Regions from separate parts of the Hordeum vulgare genome. Here region 2 is linked to region 1. Evidence: chromatin contacts called from public Hi-C data. All regions are on one chromosome and are shown on one strand. Each heading gives the region's core, a stretch centred on a gene start, on an enhancer-like site or on the middle of the called end of the contact. The rest is flanking DNA. Distances are from core to core; before and after follow the strand shown.

Evidence for each region. A called contact is a pair of places that touch in the nucleus more often than the background predicts.
Region 2: a Hi-C map of seedling shows a contact between it and region 1, with 4 times the contacts expected there. The contact joins the promoter of LOC123425475 here to the promoter of LOC123425469 in region 1. A contact is called at or near these places in 2 of 6 Hi-C or Micro-C datasets (leaf and seedling).

What each region holds. Positions count from the first base shown.
Region 1 is chr2H:120,303,570-120,311,160 of MorexV3_pseudomolecules_assembly, forward strand. It overlaps LOC123425469 (zinc finger protein 7-like), which reads right to left and starts at 3,164. Exons shown (of 1, transcript XM_045109173.1): 1 at 1,473-3,164. The coding sequence starts at 2,057. The coding sequence ends at 1,518.
Region 2 is chr2H:120,984,439-120,992,029 of MorexV3_pseudomolecules_assembly, forward strand. It overlaps LOC123425475 (aspartic proteinase 36-like), which reads left to right and starts at 3,713. Exons shown (of 12, transcript XM_045109178.1): 1 at 3,713-4,105; 2 at 4,206-4,326; 3 at 5,811-6,238; 4 at 6,365-6,521. The coding sequence starts at 3,849.

The DNA.
Region 1 (7,591 bases), core at 1,914-4,413:
TCCTGATATTTGAACTTTAGGGTTCTGGCATACTACAGTAATTGGTATATTCCAGTATACTACCGTAAAGCATAGTTAATTTTGCAAGAGAGCATCATGATAATAATATCTCAGATATGAATGCTAATATACCTGACTGGCTAGTTCCTGGACCACATGTTTCACTGTATCTGAGTACCTTCGGTTTATTTGGTGAGAAGATGATGCCCTTAGCTTAATACTTGGAAGTTTTTTTTTCAAATTTGGTGAATATTACACCTTTAAAAACCAGCATAACTAATACTGATGATTATTATTAAATAAAAGAATGTGGTGGTTTATCTATATATAAGACTACTGAATTTTAAACATTGAAGACAATAACACTGCAAACTTCTAGCTTTGTAGTATATCATTAATGAGAGAGCCTACTGAAAATCATATAACATCAAAATAGTCTTACCGAGGTGGCTTTCCAGAAGGATATGTGATGTATTTCGGAGACATTAGTCTCCAATGATTTTGTGAGCCAACAATTTCTGCATATACAGTGTAATCGTTGGAAGTGTTCTCATGGAAGTTTGCAGTATACATTGTAGCCAATAGTTGTGGTCACCCAGTGTTTCCATTTTTAAATATTTCTTTTGGCATCTCACATTCTCACCTTTTCTCTATCCCCTTGCTTGTTTTTATGCTTCCACAAGAAGATTCCTATGCTGTGCACTTGCCTTCAGCATTAAAATAATGGACTTTTGTTTTTTCCATGTATGCATCCATTGATGTCTCAATGTATTATTATTTTCTTCTGATTCTTCCACATTACTTTGCTTGTATTCATGCACACTTGTGAACCAATTAAGATCCTGTCTTTGACAAGAATACATGTATTCACATGTACGACCTGAGATATGCAAATGCAATCTATAAGGGGTCAGCAGTTAGCTTTTATATGATGATAGTTCAATACAACTGGGCTTGTTTGATAAGCTCCAAAGTCCAGAGCATTCATGGTTGCCAACAAACTTCCAATGCATAAAAATGTTTAAGACTTTTGATGAAGCAGAAAATGTGTTGCATGTAGTTTATCTTTTGAAACAACGTTTGGTGATGAAGTGAGGCACACAAATTTGAATTGGAGTCCTTAGAGCAACACTAATCACCACGATGGTGTAGACTAAAGTTTTTTTTTTTTCTGATCTCAATTATAGCCTACCCCAACTTGTTTGGGACTAAAGGCTTTGTTGTTGTTGTTGTTGTTGTTGTTGTTGTTGTTGTTGTCAATTATAGCTTAACACTGATCGGTGGATTGTATGTATAGTTCCTACTTCCTAGCAACTAGATTGAAGATCACTCAAGTTTAAACCTGTTCTCTTTACCAGGTATCACACATAGATTATTGTTTTCTATTTTTCAAACTTGTCCGAGAACTCACCTGCAACTGTGGGTACAAGTTTGGAATCTTATTCCCTCGCCTCAAAAGATGATGCAAAATATTGACTTCGCAGAAAATGTTTATACATGGAATCATGGATTACAAATTACAAATGCAGGCTCAAATCAATATTTTCCTCTTGCTGCTTCATGGGCTCCTGAAGACTTGTTTTGAAGCTCCCAGGCCACACCAAATAGGTAGCTTCCTCTACTGCAAAAGGCATCCTGTTTCTCACTTGGCCGTCGTGAAACCTTGCAACCACAACAGCGGCCCTTTCACCTTGCGCAGTCAGAATTGTGGAGTGGGGGCTGGCCCTCATAGGTTGGATGAAGGAAGCAGTTGGAGGAAAGCGTAGCATCAGTTGCTGAAAGCTTCGCGATCTCCTAGCTGCACACCTTTCCTTCTTGTGTGCGTTCTGGTGCCCGCCAAGGGCCTGCGAGCTGAAGAACTTCCTCAGGCAGTAGTTGCAGGAGAACGTCCGTTGAGGGGTGGCCACAGATTTGGCCTCTGGAGGCTTAGCTGCTTCACTTCTCAATGCATCAATCCCCAGCTTTAGCCATGGCGTCGGAGTATTATCATCGGCGCGACCAGCTTCATCACCTTGATTACCTAATTTCCGCTCTTGTGCTTCAGGTGCTCTCTTCATTGTTTCTTTGTTGGTAGTGGTGCAATAGAGGATTGCTCAAGGTTTGTGTTATTATGGCAGTCCTCTAGTTTGCTATAAAAAGGGGCAGGGGTCTGCAAGTGGCAATAATTCAGGGGAAAAGGCAAAAGTTTCCAGGAGCTTAAAGTGGATCAGGATATGCTAGTTTGCATACCTATCTATTTCCTAGTTTGCTTACGTACCAGTATCCATGTAGCGGTGGTCAGCTCGTTGGCTTTTGTTATTATTATTCCATAATAAGGTTTGTCTTTCATGTATACTACTCTATCTATCTGTTCACGAGAAGCTTCAGTTGCTTGTCTTGCTCTTTCCTCATCAGGTATGTGCCTATTTTAGGTACCAATGTTGCAGTACATTTCTATCAGGTATAGTTCAATAACCTCATATGATTGGCTGTTTTCTAATTCTCTCACCTGTCATCTAGGAATCCGCTGTTCATGTTTGTATATTTCCTTACCATGATTAGTTTAGAAATGTATGTGGAAAAGGAAGTCTCATGACTTAAAAACTCCGGTGCGGTCGAACGGCGAAATTGTCTTCTTCTTTTCGCTGCTAGACTTTGCTCAGCGTCAATAATGAAGTTTGCGTGGATTAACCCAATTTAATACGAACCCTTTCCAGTCCATTTGTTTGATTGGCAATATAGCACTCTCGGTTAAAAGTGCTACGGCCTATTGTATTATTTATTTGTGCAAACGTAGTTGTTGCTTTTTTTTTTTTTTGATTTGAGGTCATCATTGATCTTATCTCATGCACGTTCTCTCTTTTTGTCGCTTGAGGCTCAGGCATGGACGGCGCCTGGCGTTCTCTAATCCTAAAGCTCAGCCTACATCAGCGGCTCCGAAATGGCTTCAGCTTGAGTGCATCCGCCACTCTTGGGCATGAGCGCTGGGCGATCCCCGAGGTGAACACACAGAAGCTTTTTGCCCGGGAACAAGTGGATGGTCATGATCCACTCACAGCATAATGATTGTGCTTATTTATTCCTGTATAGTGATACATGGAGGAGCACTTTTGAGTTTTGACTGCTCGTCTGGGAGACAACTGGGGCTATATGATTATGATCCATTGGAATGGACCGCTGCTTTCTCTCGGGTCACGGTGAGGGGAGGGATTTGAGGTTGGATGCTGATTGCGCCTGGTGGATTGGTGACTCTGGCAGCCTGATCCGGCGGGCGGGGTAGGGAGGGGGTTGGGAGTAGGAGCGCTGCGCCGACGCAACAGGATTCGTTTTGTTCCACGCTGAGAAGAATTCTTCAAAACCCCGGGTGGGCAGGTGGGATGACGGCCTGGTCGCGTGCCGGTCTGTGTCGTACGAGTCGCACGTCGCTCTCGTCCCGGTTCGCTCTGCCTCATACCTCATCTCCTTCTGCAGTGTTGGGCGGAAAATCCTATACGCTGCTCACTGCATCGTAATATCGACGCCACGCACAGGGTGGCACGAGCGATCGATGCAGTGGGCCAGGCCAATTACTAGCGATTTTTTTGTCTGCACAGTATTACTACTGGTTTTAGGAACATTCTAGAAGTTTCTTCCTGAGCTGTACTTTTCTCTGTTCTGTTTCTCTTTTGTATTTTCTTTTTTTTTCTTTTCCTGCTTATTTATTTCTCAAAATTATTTTTCTTTTTCTAAATTTTTTTGCATTTTCTAAATTTTATTCGTGTCTCAATAAATGTTCAAGAATTCCAAAAAATCTTCATATTTTCAAAATACGTTTGCATTTTTCATAGATTTGTTTGCTTTTAAAAAATTGTTCATAGATTCGGAATTTTTTCAGATTTTCAAAAAACTGTCCCCATTCAAAAATTGTTCATAGATTCGGAATTTTTTCAGATTTTCAAAAAACTGTTCCCATTCAAAAAAATTTCACAAATACAGAAAATTAGTCGCACTTTACAAACAATGCTCCCGTTTCCAATTTTTGTTCACAAATTTAAAAATGTTCTTATTTTCAAAATGTGTTCGTGTTTTCCATAAATTTGATTGCTTTATCAAAATTGTTCATAGATTCAGAAATTGTTCAGATTATCGAAAAAATGCCTCAATCAAAAAATGTTCACAAATACAAAAAATTGGTCGCATTTTACAAAAAATGTTCCCTTTTTTCAATTTTTGTTCACAAATTTAAAAAACACATTTTCAAAATATGTTCGCATTTTTCATAAATTTGTTTTATTTTTCAAAAATTGTTCATAGATTCAGAAATTGTTCATGTTTTCAAGTTTTGTTTAGGAGTTTAAAAAATATTTCCATTTTTCAAAAATGTGTGCGTTTCCAAAAATTGTTTTTAAAATTTGAAAAATGTTTTGCTTTTGAAAAAATGTTCGCGTAACCAAAAATTGTTTTCGAATTTGAAAAATGTTCTGATTTAAAAAAATCATGTTTTCTATTTTTGGGAGATTTTACGAAAATATTCCCTTATTATAAGAAATGCTCGCTTTTCAAAAAAATCCATTAATTTGTTTGGGAATTTGTTCTTTATATCGAAATATGTTCTAAAAAAATTTAAATATGTTTGAGATTTTAAAAATTGTTCCCATTTTGAGCTTTTGGTCACAAATTCAAAATATGTTCATGTTTACGAAAAAAGTTCAGAAAATTCAGAATATGTTCGCCATTTCAGAAAATTGTTTGGGTTTGCCAAAAATTGGTCGTAAGTCCAGAAAATTACTCAGATTTTGAAATATTGTTCGGGAATGTTTCAAATAGTGGTACGCCCGCTAATGCTATTTTAACTCTTGCGATGTATTTCTGCTTTGAGAATTCTTCGGTCATAGTGGCTAGCAGCAAGCGCACTTGACTTGGTGACCCAGGTTCGATTCCCACGAAGCGCGATCAACCAACCTGTTTTTGTGATTTTTCACATGGGTTCGCGGTGCATCGCAATGGTCCAGCCCAGTTGAGCACACCTTGTGCGATGACACATCTATTTGCCGCAAAACGCAGCAAATAGGAACTCCCATGTTGCGTCAGGTTTTCGTTTATCTGCATTGATCCGTGCGACTAGCGGCGGATCCCTTTTCCTGTGCCGTTACATCACTTTGGTGACTTGTGGACTGTTTGATAGTCTGCATTAGACCCAATCGGGTCAGTACGGTGCGAGATTTAGGCATAGCATGAACCTGTTGCTAAAAAAAGGCATAGCATGAACCTTAAATCACCTTTAAGTCAAACCAGCTCGTAACGCTTGATATGGCACCACACTCGAGCGATGCAAGAAATCGCACCTATGTTGCTCCACTTATGCAATCTGGTGCGGCTAGTGTAAGTGAAGTTGTATCTGGTATGGTTTACTCATAATCTCCTCACTTCTAATATACATAACAATGCTTCGATTTGGTTAAGGTCTGTACGAAAAATAAGCAGTTCAGTAGTTTTGTTCATTGTAAATGTTCTTTTTTTATTATTATTTCAGTTATTTTGTATGAATTTTGTTAAATTTGTCGAGCATGATTGACCGTTGGAAATTTTCTTTGACCAGTAGGTTCATCTCGTGGTTTCACATAACTTTCGTATTGCATGTTTTCTGTTTCAACAATCGTAGACAAATCTACATCTTCCTCGAGGATGCATTTTGGCTTGGCCATAAACTTTGAGAATCAATTTTTCAAATTCTAGTAAATCCAAATATCGTCAGAAATTCGCAAAACTTGGCATGGTGTCATGACATCACACTTATGTGATGTGGTAAAAAATTTGTCCAATCTGGAACAAGTTTTGGCACAAGCCTCTCACAAAGTAGAGATTCTCACAATAAGCTATGTGGTTCCAATAGAGAACGTTCAATTTTGTGGGCGAAACGACATCCACTAACTCTTCTCGCCTTGAAATGTTTTCTAGAGGCAACATAGAGCAACATGAGGTCGTGCTAAAATATGGAATTATTCATGGTTCCTTTGGCCTTTTTATTGAGTTTTGCAGGCATTTAATGCGCACAATTCAAATTCAAACTACAACCACAATGTCCAACTCACGAAAATGGGTTAAAAAATGATATACGTGTCATTGGATGCATGTTTTCAAATGGGAATGGATTTGAAAACTCTCGGCGTTTTAGCTCGGCCATAGACATTTAAAATCTATGTTTTCAAAATCTAGTAGATCAAACTCTCGTTAGAAATTCATGAAACTTGGCATGGTGTCATGACATGGCATATGTATTGTGGTAAAAAATTATCCATTTTGGGACATGTTTTGGCACAAGCCTCTTAAAAAACTAGAGATCCTCACAAGAAGCTACGTGGTTCCGATAGGGAACCTTTACCTTTTCTGGGCGAAACAACATTCAATGCCCGTTCTCGCCTTCAATTTTTTCTAGAGTCAACATAGAGCAACATGATTGTCATGCTAAAATATGAAATTATTGAATGTTTGTATGGCCTTTTTATACATTAATTGAGTTTTCTAGTCACTTAATGTGCATAATTCAAATTTGAACTACAATCACAAGGTCCAACGCACGAAAATGGGTTGGAAAACCATATACCTATCCATGGCTGCATATTTAGGTCCTATGCAAGAAATGAGAATGAATTTCAAACATCTCGCCTTTTGGAAATATGCCCTAGAGGCAATAATAAAATAGTTATTATTATATTTTCTGTTTCAAGATAATCGTTGAATTATTGATGTTGGTGACTGAAGCTTGTTCGGAGTCTCGGATGAGATCCCGGACGTCACGAAGGTTTCCGGAATGGTCCGGAGATGAAGATTGATATATATGAAGTATCCATTTGGCTTTCGCAAAGTTTTCGGGCATTACTGATAAAGTATCGGGAATGACGAATGGGTTCCGGAGTTCTACCGGGAGGGGACACTCGCCCGGGAGAAGACCAAAAGGGGCCCAAGGGTGGCGCACCAGCCCCTAGTGGGCTGCTGGACAGCCCAAGAAGGCTTAGGTCGTCCGAAGTGGAGAAAAAGGAAGGGAAGGTGGCCAATCCGATTTGGGGAAGGAGGACTCCTCCTTCCAAGTGGAGTTGGAGGAGGACTCCTCCCTCCTCTCTCTTGAGCCGGCCGAAACCCTAGGGTTTCCCTAGGACGCCGCCCCCTCTCTCCCTCCTATATATAGTGGAGGGGAGGTAGGCTTTTGGCACTGAAGCCAAAGTGCAACCCTCCTCCCCTCCACAACTTCTACACCCCATAGCTAGATACGTCCGGCACGGCAAAGCCCTGCCGGAGTAAATTCCACCACCATCACCGTCACACCATCGTGCCGCCGGAGAATTCAGCTACCTCTTCACCCCTCTTGCTGGATGAAGAAGGCGGAGATCTTCACCAAGTTGTACGTGTGTTGAACGCGGAGGTGTCGACCGTTCGGTACAAGATCGGGACGGAGTTCGTGGGACGGATCGTGATCGGCTCGCGAAGACGTTCGACTACATCAATCACATTTCTTAACGCTTCCCTCTTAACCATTATGTGAGTTTCTCAACCAAATTTATTAAGTAATTTATATTGTTTATTTAAAAATAGTTGACAACTTATTTCCATTGACAGCTTATTTTCATTCTTCAAA
Region 2 (7,591 bases), core at 2,463-4,962, 680 kb after region 1:
TCGATGCCATCGAGTTTTTCCATCTGACCGTTAGTCACCTTTTCGGTGACATCGAGTTTCATATATCGGTTTCACCGAGATTCAAAAGTTCACACCTTTGTGCTAATCTATACCACCGAGTTTTCAACTTCGGTGTCGCCGAGTTTGGCCTTTTGTGTGTAACGGTTGGATTTTGGCAACTGCCTATATATACCCCTTCACCCACCTCTCATTCGTGGGAGAAGCAATCAGAACACACACTTCATTGTCAGATCCATTTTCCGAGAGACCTACTCATGTTTTGAGACCAAGATATTCCAATCCTATCATTTGAAACTTGGTCTCTAGCCTCCCCAAACTGCTTTCCACCAAATCAACCTCTCCTATCCATGCATATTCTGTGAGAGAGTGATTTGTGTTGAGGAGACTATCTTTAGAAGCACAAGAGCAAGGAGTTCATTGATCTACGACATCTATTACTTTTTGGAGGGTGGTGCCTCCTAGATTGGTTAGGTGTCTCTTGGGAGTCTCCTACTTCGTGTTGTGGAGTTGAACCAAGATATTTGTAAGGGCAAGGAGATCGCCTATTTCGTGAAGATCTTCTATGAGTAAGGCTAGTCCTCCGTGGACGGAAGCCGTGGTGGAATAGACAAGGCGGCTTCTTTGTGGACCCTCCATAGACTCTCGTAGCCGTTACCCTCCGTGGGTTGAAGCCTCCATTAACATGGACGTACGATAGCGCCACCTTTCAAAAGCATGCCAAAAATCGCCATGTCAACCTCATGCGTTTGATCTCCCTACCTTACTCCTCTACTTTACACTTGCATGTTTTACTTTCCGCTGCTATACTATTATAATTGCATGTAGGGTGTACTTGACCTGTTATAATTATTGTAGCTGCCTCTCAAGTAAAATTGGAAAAGGCAACATTTTTATCTTGTCAAGTAGTCTAATCACCCCCGTCTAGACATACTTTCAATCCTACAGATGGATCTACTGCTTCATCAAAAAGCAAAAAGAAAAACTTATCAAGAAGAATATGTATAAGGAGGCACAAGAGGCGCTCATGTTGTTCTAGGTATGCATTGCTGCCTTTGTTTTTTCATACTATAAGAAGCATATGCATCTTTAAGATATCAACATAATTATGTAAAACCATTGTGAGGTCTAAAATGTCCAAAGATGGGTTTATATTAAGGGGCCCCGGGTTCTAGTTTCGCCCCCAAAATCTCCGGACCGACCCTTCTATGCAAGTTGATTCTTGCTACAATAAGTTGTTTGATTACAAAATTCCTATGAGGAAGTGGGTTAGACTTATATGTGTTTGGCATGTGATTTATGGTGCTCTCTTGCATGTTTAAATTACTATCTTCTATGTGAGCATAGTTGAAATCATGGCGCCTACCTAAAAGGCGTTAAAGAAATGTGCTTGTTGGGAGACAACTCAACAATTTTACTTTCTATTTTTGTATGTTCACATGATTAAACTACTGTAGTAATCATGTTTTCTGTCTTTTATCCTCTATTACTAAATAGCTATAACCCACTATCTAATTTTTCTAGTCTTGCAACCATGACATATAAGCAAGTATGCACGCAAGATATAAATAACATCTTTTATTACTCTACGCATGCAATGGTGCCACATCATCCATCCGTGCATATTAGTCATAAGTAGTTTTTTGCATTAGAGTTCATCCTCCATATTTTGTTAAAAGTTACATTTTAACTATATTTTTCACTTTCTTTTTATACGCTTTGTATTTTATTGTTTTTAAGCTTACATTCGCTTTTCATTAGTTTTTTATTTTTATAACAATTATTTATCCGTATTTTAGCAATGCTTCCACAGCAACGCGCGGGGCATCATCTAGTTTCAGTAAGGTTTCAAGTAAAATCTTTGAGATAGTGTGGATACTTGTTTGCTTGATTCTGTTTAAAAACAGAAACTTCTATGTTTAATGCAGAATTTTCTTGATTTTACTGGAACATGAAAAGTTTCAGAAATTTTTACAGAGTAATGTCATATAAGTTCTTTATCATGTCCCAAAAATTCATAAATTTTGAAGATATAGAAGTACACTTTTTAAACAAATTGCTACCCACTGCTCTGTTTGGACAGATTGCTGCCATAGTTTTGGTATATACTTACCGTAGAGTTTTCATGACTTATATTGATAGATATAAATTGTGAAGATTATAGTATACAATATCTAATATTTGAAAATTATTATGCAACTTGTGTTGGCAGTACATGAAGCGTTGATTTATTCTTATATGTACTAACCGATCTCATGAGTTTTTTTTTTTGAAAATTTGTGCAGATGAAGTTTTTGCGACTTAGATGAAATCAAGATATGAGAGGATTGAACGAGATACGAAAGTTCAAGCTTAAAGATGCCCAAGGCATAGACTTGTGAATAGTTTCAAACCCATATTGAATCCAACCCAAACTAAACAAGTCTAGGTCTTTATTCCAAATCAATCCAACCCAAAAAGTTTACAACTAGGATCCATGCCATTATTTGGAATTTTCGTCCAAACCCATCCAAACTATTTCCCCCTTTTGGATTCAACCCACAATTCCAAACTGTGGATACGAGAAGTTGGTGTGTTGACGTCCGTGTGCGACTCCACGCCTACTGCCTGCCGCGTGCATGATGCCCCAGTCAGCCGCGGTCTCGCGTACGGCGACCACGCATGCGCAAGGCCTGGTTGAAGGTGTCGAAACCGCCCACGTCAACGATTGGAAACTGCAAAGAGACGTGAGGCCAGCTTGCCGTCGAATATGTTGCTCGGGCCCTAATGCTCCTTCACCAACTAGATGTACACCGCCGGGATCCCGGACAGGCCGCTCATGCTCAGCGGCTTGATGGATGGAATGGATCGAGGTACGTACGTGCATATGGTAGCTGGTCTTCCTATAAATTTGGTTGAGAGACTGGATTTTGTTCATGGACTGAAATCATTTGAGACCGAATGGTTTGTGTCCAGATTAAACCAATCCAATCCAATTGTTGATCAAACCCAAGCCAAACTAGTTTGCTTTAGATTCTCGGACTATTTAAATCAACCCAATATAGTCCAATAGCAAATCCAACCTGAAACTAAGGTTTGAGCCCAAAATATTTACAGTTATGTCAAGGCATCCCAAATCAATGTTATTTCCTCCATTTTTATATACAAGGCCACAAACTTATATTAGACGTACCTAGGTAAGTACAAAATTTTAAAGATAGCTTTTGTTTTTATTTATTATGATCATTAATCATTAATATAGTGCATGCATGCAAGCAAACTGAGTGGAGAAAGTAACTAATTATTATTATAACTACATGCATGTAGAATTAAATAAGTTGTTAGTACGAGAAAAGTCATTAATGTTTGTCTTGATTATTGTTGGTGGCCTTATATAAATAAAATAAATAAATTCATAGTGACTTATAAGTAAATGGAGGGAGTACAACAAGTTCTTCCCGTTCTTCCCCTTGTCACTTGTCAGCTCCTCCCGTTCCCCTTCCACACTCCAATCTCACTGGAAAAATACACAGCTACGAATCTTTATCCAGTCGCATGCCAGAGCCCCCGTCCGAGGGGCCCCAGGTGCACGTACCCCAGCCGTCAGGCAGGACCACGGGCCATTTTCCTCCACTGGCCTGTGGGCCCTGCGATGCATTCTCCATTGGTAGGCGTTAACGAATATTATCCGACCCGGGCGGCTCGCGTAAACCGCGAATTTCCGACATTGCCCCTCCCCCTTCCTCTAACAAGTCGTCGCCTCGGCCTCGGCCCGGGCCTCGTCGCCCGCCCGCCCCCCCTCGGCACAACGACCTCGACCCTCCCCCATTCCTCGCGCGGCGCGACCGACCATGGCGAGCCGCGGCTGGCGTCGTCCGCTCGGCTCGCTGCCAGCCCTCGCCCTGGCCCTCTTCCTCCTCGCCGTCGCCGCCGCCGCGGCTGGATCCCCCGACCGAGCCGCCCCCTCGCGGCCGCCGCTGGTGCTCCCGCTCACGCTCTCCTACCCCAACGCGAGCCGGGTCGCGTCGTCCAGGTCCAGGAGAGGGCTCGCCGAAGGAGGCCGCCCCAGCGCCCGCATGCGCCTCCACGACGATCTCCTCACCAACGGGTCTGTACAGTTCGGATTCCTCCCTCGTTTCCTTCCCGCCGAATTCGCTGGATGCTCCGTTGGATCTGAGGCTCGCGGATTGTCTTCGTATTGGTTATAGGTATTACACGACGCGGCTGCACATCGGGACGCCCCCGCAGGAGTTCGCGCTGATCGTCGACTCCGGGAGCACCGTCACCTACGTGCCCTGCGCCTCCTGCGAGCAGTGTGGCAACCACCAGGTGGGCCCTGATTCCTCTGCTCCTGTGCTCAGCTACCAGCTCAGAAACTTTGTGCGATGATTAGATTAATTTGGATGGACATTTTGGTACCCACGCCTGAAACTCTAGGTGTGAACCATTGAAGCTAGCTAATTGATTATGTGGTTTCACAGCTGAATACATGTTTGTAATGCTACTTTGCATGCATCGTTATTTAGCGTTCTTAGTTCGCATAACTCGGCACGTAATTTGTCGATAGATCAGGAAATTCAAGTTTAGTTATGTCCTGTGAGTAGAGTACTAGATTGTAGGTGGACTAAGGACACCTCCTCAGCCTGCAGTGAGTAGTAAAACCGAGGCATACTAAATTATATGCTTTCTGTAAATCATTGATGACTCAAATTAACACCGTGTTCGGTATTCCTGAGTGAATACCATGCTTATCTTGGTAATAGCCAACAAAACTTGGCTTTTGTTTCGTGGACATTGTTTCAGCAAAAAGTTGCTCCATTGGATTGCCAAACCTTGTGGCTTTGGTATAATTAGTCCTAAATAAGTGTTAGCCAACTCCTCTTAAATTTCTCTATGTTCTTGGTCCCATTTCCCTTGCCAACAATTGGCAGACAATGCATTTGGCAGGTGTTTTGCTTGGTCATGCCAATGTGTTTGTAGCACCATTTTTTTTGTCTTGTTACCTGTTTAGTTACTATACCAATCCCATTCCCAGTTCTAGATCTAGTATTGCTGTTTTTATAATCTGTGCTGATTATCTGAATGCGGAACAAAATGCTTCCCGTCCTTGTCATATATTTTCAGTTTTTACTACATTCTATAGCCAAATCCAAGAAGATGCATCTATTGCTCGTCTTGTATAACTCGCAGTTTGAAAATTCCATTGGTAATGTCATTGTCAGCCAGTGTAAAGGGACATAAGTGAGATGCATAGATGTCAGCTAACATAAAGGGGAGTAAGTGGGATGTAAAGAGAAACATATACAAACCGAGATGTGGCATTTGAAGTCTTATACTGCCAATATCTTGTGGTCAAAGTAACATGTTAAAAATATGAACACTGGAGGCAAAAAGAGTTAAGACTTTATGACTACTGCTGGTTACTGGTCTGTATAGTTTCAACAAACCAAATTCATAAATAAATTTGATTTGCGGTAACCATCTTGATGCAACTGAAGCAATATAATGATGGACCATGATTTAGCAATTGCCATCATTGTTGTACCATCACATTTAGTATTCTATATTGTGTTTTGCTTACTGAATCACCAAACATTGTTGAAGACATTCGTGTAGTACTGGTGTGGAGATGATTTTGTTTTTGGCCTATTTTTATAATTCAAAATACATGAAGATATGCATGCTGCGATAAGCATCATGCCGTATAGGAAAATATTTCATTCTACTGGTCTAGGAGATCACCACTATTTATGGTTTTAAATTCTTCTGGATTACCAGACAGTTAACGCATGCCGATGTTTTGCTTGATGTAGGATCCAAGGTTTCAACCTGATCTCTCCAGTACATATTCACCAGTAAAATGTAATGTTGATTGCACTTGTGATAGTGATAAGAACCAGTGCACTTATGAGAGGCAGTATGCTGAAATGAGCTCCAGCAGCGGGGTACTTGGTGAGGACATTGTGTCGTTTGGCACAGAAAGTGAACTTAAGCCACAGCGTGCTGTTTTTGGCTGTGAAAATTCTGAAACTGGAGATTTGTTCAGCCAGCATGCTGATGGCATAATGGGGTTGGGCCGTGGTCAACTTAGCATAATGGATCAGCTTGTTGACAAGGGTGTCATAGGTGATTCATTCTCTATGTGCTATGGTGGAATGGATATTGGTGGTGGTGCTATGGTACTTGGTGCAATGCCTGCCCCTCCTGGCATGATATACACACATTCAAACGCTGTCCGCAGGTAACATAAGTTGTTTTGCACGCTTACATGGCAGTTTTGTTCCTTTTTCTGTGTGGGTGGGTTGCAGGTTCCCCTTTTTATAATAGTGATGCACCTTCTTATTAACTTATCTCGAAATGGAAACAGCCCATATTACAACATTGAGTTGAAGGAAATGCATGTTGCTGGAAAGGCATTGCGGGTAGACCCAAGGATCTTTGACGGCAAACATGGGACTGTCTTGGATAGTGGGACCACATATGCATACCTCCCAGAACAAGCTTTTGTAGCTTTTAAAGACGCTGTAAGTTATGAGATGGTTTGCCCTCCAGCTACTTAATAAATTTTACCGTTTCATGGGATCTATGTTCTTCTATAGTTATGTTTCCATTATATGGAATCTACCTTCTTGCTATCTTGTTTTTGCAATTTATACCATTTAAAAAAGCGATCTTTCTATGTTTAAATGCCAATAATAGTAGTTGAGGACCTGCTATCTTTTTTACTTTTAAGGCTTTGCACAAAGGAGGTTAACCATCATGATGACACTAGATGTTTAGTGCCTTGGGGTAATGGAAGTGTTACTCCCTACTTTTGTCTTTGGTACTATCTACTTCTCTATACCTACTACCACCAATATGTTGGTCACTGTTTCTCCTTCTATTCTCTTGACTTGTATTTGGTGCCCGTGCTACGCTACGGAGCCGTGTGAAATAAGGCTTAGTTTTGTTGGTAGAGAGAAACTTGGGCTCTAATCACGTCAGACAAGGGTTTTCATATAATAACAACAGCGACACAACCGGAGTTACATGTGGCCAGGCATACAACCTTAGTTGACACATGTGAACAAACTATTTGCAGCTCTACACACCCAAACAATGGGATGGGCTTCATAATTGTTGCATCTCCGCTTGACCTTTGTCAGACAGAAATCATATAATGGGCTTTGGAGTGAAGGGCTAAAACAAAATTGAAACATAATTATTTTAACTAGATACATACCTGCAGACATTCAGGCTATGTAGTGGGGTCTGCTTAAGTTATAGTACTATGATTGTATGTGTGCGAGTCCCAAAATGTACAGATATACCAAGGTTTATCTGTTAGATGCATCAAGTTCAACATATAACATCATGCTAGAATGAAAAAGTACACGCATGCATGGACTGTAACAAATGTTTCAAGGAAATTACGCGAGGCAGATGGTGTGCTTTTGTAAGAGCCGTTGCTAGTCAAAGTTCTTTAAATATAAATACCTCGTTTTTATGCTCAACTTGTTGGGCACAATACTAATTTTACTTCCAAAGTCATAGTCACGGCACCATATTGCATTGTTAATCAAGAACGTTATTGCAGTTTGGCAATATCTGATTT